2 separate regions of the Danio rerio genome follow, and region 2 is linked to region 1. Evidence: chromatin contacts called from public HiCAR-type data. All regions are on one chromosome and are shown on one strand. The core of a region is the stretch at or near the end of the contact, and the rest is flanking DNA. Distances in the headings are between cores, read along the strand shown.

Region 1 (2,700 bases), core at 138-2,637:
CCCACTGATAGATTTCAACACTTAAAAAAAGCGCATAATCAGCACCTGAGGTGATCATACTAGATCATAGCAGTTTATACTATTATTAAATTGCAATGCTTCAGAAACGGAAACCATTTCTAAGATAGAAATGTCATGCATCGCTGTCGCAGATTGTTAGGACCAAAACTCCTTTTATCACGGCAAATATATTTTTCTCATAGCATTATGTATTAGGCTACTGTGAAAACTTTATAGACAAAGCTTATTATATTAAAAATAAGAAAATTGCACATTGCTCTCATTTACTTAGAATTGAAGATACGATCATGTCCAAAAAGTTTGAGGTCAACAAGACTTAAAAGATTTGAGTATCTTTTTAAAACATTGCCATTTGGAACTTCCTTAAAAGTATAAAGCAGTATAAGTGCATTTAACACCAACAAATACTATTCTTGAGCATCAAAATAACACAAGCATGTACAGTTGAACCCCATGAATTATTAGCATCCTATGTTCAAGAAAAAATATGATCAGACATACTGTGAAAATTTCTTTGCTCTTTTAAACATCATTTGGGAGATAGTTAAAAACGAAAAAAAAATTCAGATTTTAACTGTATGTCTTATCTATTCGTGTTTTTTCTGACCCCAGTTAACATGTTATGTGAGTCTCCTTCAGGCTTTCTATAGATATATGTCTCATGTGTTTTGTTTTTGTTGAGTTTCAGTTCATTTTAGTGACGTGTTTCTAAAAACTGTTCGCAAAGAGACAAAATAAAAAACACGCACACTGTGTATTTTCTTTATTTAGCAAAAGCACTCACATATGTTATTGTGAGTGCACACAAAAAGTAGACACCAAACAGATTTGAATGTTGTATAACACTTATTTGTTCGACTAAAATCAACAGTGTTTGACTTAGTGTTTGACTAAGTGTCTTTGGCACCAATAAGAAAAAAAGAGATGCTAAATAAGCCACAGTGATCTGGTGACCTCAAAGGGTTAAAATAAAGTCAGCTAGAATAACATTTCAATACTTGACAACATTACTTCTGGTCAAAATGTAGGCTTGGTAAGCATAAAATACCCAAAAGCCATATTGTTGACAGACATGATGATATTGGGACTACCCTAATGCGTTTTTGCATCAAACAATGTAGTGTGGTCAGGTAGCCAAGATCTCAGGAGATCAGATGCAAATCCAGACGCAGAATCCATGAGACGTGACACAACAAATAACAGGAAATTAAATTCAAATGTCATTGGACTACTGTAAAGATTACATTCTTGTGTAAAAGCCTTCAAAAAGGCAGCAGCCAAAACAACAGACATCAAACATGCAACAAATCTGCTACTACTGATGAAGGATAAAGGATGCCCAGCAGGATGTGTCCTGAATAGTGCACGTCACCACACAGGCAAACACACACACCGCCTTGCCGTATCACTGAGTGCTGTGATACACAACGCTGAGCCTGAGTAAATATTGGCAATGGGATGTTATACAACTGCGAGAGGTGTAGCCAGTGCCCTCTGAACGAGAGTAACGCAAGGTGCTGATGCCAAAAGACGATTAGAGGGAAGCGAACAGGCTCAGTGAATAGCTCTTGAGATAAGACTGTATCTTTCCTCCCACGAAAGCCTGTGGCATGCAGGACTCGTGTAGTGGAGATCAGAAAAAGGTTACATGGAATCTGACGGCAAAGTCTGCCACCACACCCTCATGTCTCCAAACAGTTGCATCTAAATCTCTGCACGAGTCGCGTAAGTCCATTCAAGCCAGAGTCTTTAGACTTGCCCACAAAAACACATGAGTCTCCTGAGAGGAGGAACCGGTAGAACTTGAGAGTAAACAAGCGAGCAATTCGGCTCGATTCTCTCCCAAAAGGCTTGTCAGCAAGAGACGAAGCGATCTGCTGGGGGATGGTGAGTATTAGATGCAGATGGGGCATTAGAAGAGCGAGTAAAACTACATCTAGTGGGTATGTTCTCTGTACCATCTCAAGAGAGCCACTCAGGCTGAGCTCCCCGCTGTGCCATGTTGATAAATATTGAGTGTCTGTTCTGGTGAGAAACCTGTTGAGAGTAATGCCAGACTAATTGTTTTATGCAACAGGCAATCAATCCCTAGCCTATTAATCATTTTGGCAGACCATCAATTTGCAGATGGGTTATTCATAAACATTGCAAGTTTTTATTTAAGTGCCAATTGAAAGGCTCCAAATCGATGGCCCCTGAATGATACGCACAGCTCTTCATACAAATGACTGCGAGTTGCTTAGTGCTCGGAAGCGAACGTGCGCTCATCGCCTATAAAGGGCTTCTCTCCCTGAGGGCAACGTAATCATGATACACAACAAAAATCCCACCATGCACATAACGCTTGACCTCAATTGCCTTTAAACAATACATCTGTATTCACGCGCAGGAGGGGAAAAGCACAGGCACCGCCGTCTCGTATAAATACAAATAAACCTTCCACTGCAGCTCTACACACCACATCATTCAATAACATTAGCGCTAAATTGATTTCAATGGCAGAATTCCACTGCCTCTTGCTGGATTGCAGCTAAAAACGCTCATTTCTTTCACACATGCATGTGCACAAAGATAAAAGAAACATGGCTACTTGAAAGCATGGCATGTTTGACGTCGAGAGAGATAGGATCTGAGCGTGAGATATTTGATATGTTGGAAAAACGAAACAAAAATAAACAC
Region 2 (2,700 bases), core at 8-2,507, 290 kb after region 1:
GCTCCGCGTACCGAACCAAACACTTAACCAGGAGTGAAGAGGGAAAGGCATCTGAAGGCTGTCGTAAACATGGCAGGCATGAATGCTTGTAAGGAGAGCGTGGAGCGGGACCAGCCCACCGCCATCAGGCCAGCATTTAGTGCAGCAGGAAAACAGACGGCCTGGCTGGGCTCCACGGCGGCCCGCAGCTTAGCAATTAGAGACCGTCCAGCTCTGACTGCAGAACAAACAGACCTTAAAAAAGAGAGACTACCTGATTCCCTGTAACACTTGGCTACAACCCGTCTAATGCATCTCAGCAGAAAAAAAAAAGATCTATGTTCCCACCTGAGAGGGTAAAGACCAATGGAAAATCCCATAGTGGCCATAAAAGCCAATGTTGCGTTTCTGAGCTGGGCCGCGGTGTACAGTCTTGAGTTTTCCTGGCAGTCAGCTTACTGCCGCCGTAATTCACAGCACATAAATCTAAGCAGTCATAACGTACAACAGAGCCTCAGTGATGATGATGAAGATTGAGACGAAGGAGTACAAGCAAGATCCTCTCTCTCTCTCTCTCTCCATCCTCAAGAGCATCCTCAAGTGGATGCAGGGCAGAGCGTTAAGAGGTTACCGCTCGGACATCCAGCCATTAGGGGAAATCACTTAGCTGCGAAGGGATGGCTGATGGGAAACGAATCAGGCAGGAGCCAGAGTGGGAGTCGGAGCCATCAGGGACCATTGATCCTGAGATTCTGGACCTGTAGACAAACCCCCCTGCCTACTCGTCTTTAAGGTCAGGGTAAGGTCACCATCTTGACCCCTGGAACTGGATCTTGAGGTGTGGCGCTTTATACGTGCTTCTAGCCAAGGTTGGACGAGCACTGGTGCATGTCTGCCAATGGGAAGGCAAAGTTCGGACGGCTCACACAAGGATAACTTAACAGGAACATACAGTACAAGTTCGTGGTTCGTTTAGGTGTATTTATTTCCCCCCCGGAAGTGTCAAGAATGCAGTGCTGATGATTAATTGTAGCCGTCTCCTCCAACTCCAAGAGCTAAGCATCCCTGCCAATCTATTTTTCCCCTTTCTTTAATGTTGACAAAGCTTTTTGCCCCAAAACACTGCTGAGTAAATGTTCATACTGCAAGCGTGCGCGATTTGCAAACGGTTTGTCCCTCTCAAATATACTATTTTTCCACCCCCTATCCTCAGTGCACCTGCAATTTAGCTTTCGGTGCGCAACAGCTCTTTTTTCCTGCCCGCTCTCGAATAAAGAACAGCACACTCATCAAAAGCGGCTCCATCTGAGACACAGGAAACCGTCAGACTCAGCTCTCTCAGGGGGGAGGCTGATCGCCCGCGGCTGCACACCGTTAGGACAATCCACAAAACAAAAGGACGCAGATCACAGTCGGCGTGTTCAGCGTTTGTCTTGCTTATTCATGAACTCAAATCTCAATAACTGTTTCAGCATATACAAATGACTCCATTCAAGAATTTGAAAACAAATAACTTCAGTCAAGCTTGGCCTTTCAGCCTGGGAAGCAGCTCAATTGTCCGTCCCCTGCTAAACAAAACTAATCTGAAATCGGATAAGGTTTCCTGTTGTGCACTGGCAAAAGCCTCCCTGCGGCATGATGCTGTCTTAAGCTATTAAAATGCCTGAGCGTATGGCTCCACCTGCTGGCTGACGTAGCTACTGCATCTGCTGAGACGATGCCATTATAAACACCCAGAAGTGTTACAAGACCAGAGGCAGCTGTACATTACGATAATAGATTCTGGCACACAACGCACCTCTTAAAACAGATATGACTTTTATTTAAATCACATAGCAACACTGAGGAGTTATAAAGGTATTTTTGAGCACAGATGTTTGTGACTTTACAGGTAAAGCAAAAAAAAAAAAAGTTAAGAAATTAAATGTCTTTAAAAAGGAATATAGAAAATAAATTAAACTATAAAGACAGTCTATGTTTGTCACAAGATGGCAGTGTTGTGCAAGTATGAGTTTAAACCCTTGGGTTTGTGCAGGGGTCAACTGTTTTTCTGGTTAACAGCTCTGTTAGCCTCTGCTGGTAGATTTGGAAACTACAATCTGTTTCTTGGAAAAGGTTTTTGAAAATGTCTATTATGGGCATTTAATATGTTGTGCATTTATTTATTTAAAGTCCATTAATGAAAGCTAAAGTTAGTGACACTTTAGAAAATACCTGAAACTGTTTCATAAATCAAGTGGCATCGGAAAACAACTAATGTTACAGAAATCAGAAGTCTAAGCAACATTTTTAATCGCTTTAAACAAGTTTTAGATGCAAAAGTGTAAAAAGTTAGTCACAAAGCAAAAGTGTGAAAGCTGGCCACAAAGCCCTGACACATTTTATTTTGAGACACTGACAATAACTTAGCATGTAGCATGTAACAAGTAACTAATGTATTATTAGCAGAGTATCAATTACATTGTTAGGAAAATGGGGGGTGGGGGGGGGGGGGGCAGAATAAGCTGACAAGTATTTGCTAATTAACATAGTCAATTAATGAATGTTGGATAAGCATTAGGAATGGGCTTTAATGAGCTTAAAATGATATCAAGGTATAATTTTCACAAGGATTTATATGTATCCACTGAGAGACAAAAAAGGCAAGTATCTTTAAAGAACACTTTCAGTTTTTTTTTTTTTTACACACTTCACGCTTTGCTTTCACTGCTTGAGGATAAG

Evidence for each region. HiCAR-type assays count read pairs that join an accessible place to other places.
Region 2: a HiCAR-type map of caudal fin shows a contact between it and region 1, with 8 times the contacts expected there. The contact joins two enhancer-like sites. A contact is called at or near these places in 3 of 18 Hi-C or Micro-C datasets (caudal fin, embryo and fibroblasts) and 1 of 4 datasets of contacts at active chromatin or transcription factors (caudal fin).

The regions. Positions count from the first base shown.
Region 1 is chr13:28,106,459-28,109,158 of GRCz12tu, forward strand. The region is part of intron 2 of kat6b (K(lysine) acetyltransferase 6B); the gene reads right to left. Among named protein-coding and RNA genes, the nearest start is that of kat6b, 19 kb to the right of the region's middle. Within about 2 kb of position 1,388, at least 16 of the 62 cell types and tissues checked have an H3K27ac peak or open chromatin away from gene starts, as enhancers often do.
Region 2 is chr13:28,395,229-28,397,928 of GRCz12tu, forward strand. The region is part of intron 3 of adka (adenosine kinase a); the gene reads right to left. Among named protein-coding and RNA genes, the nearest start is that of adka, 20 kb to the right of the region's middle. Within about 2 kb of position 1,258, at least 17 of the 62 cell types and tissues checked have an H3K27ac peak or open chromatin away from gene starts, as enhancers often do.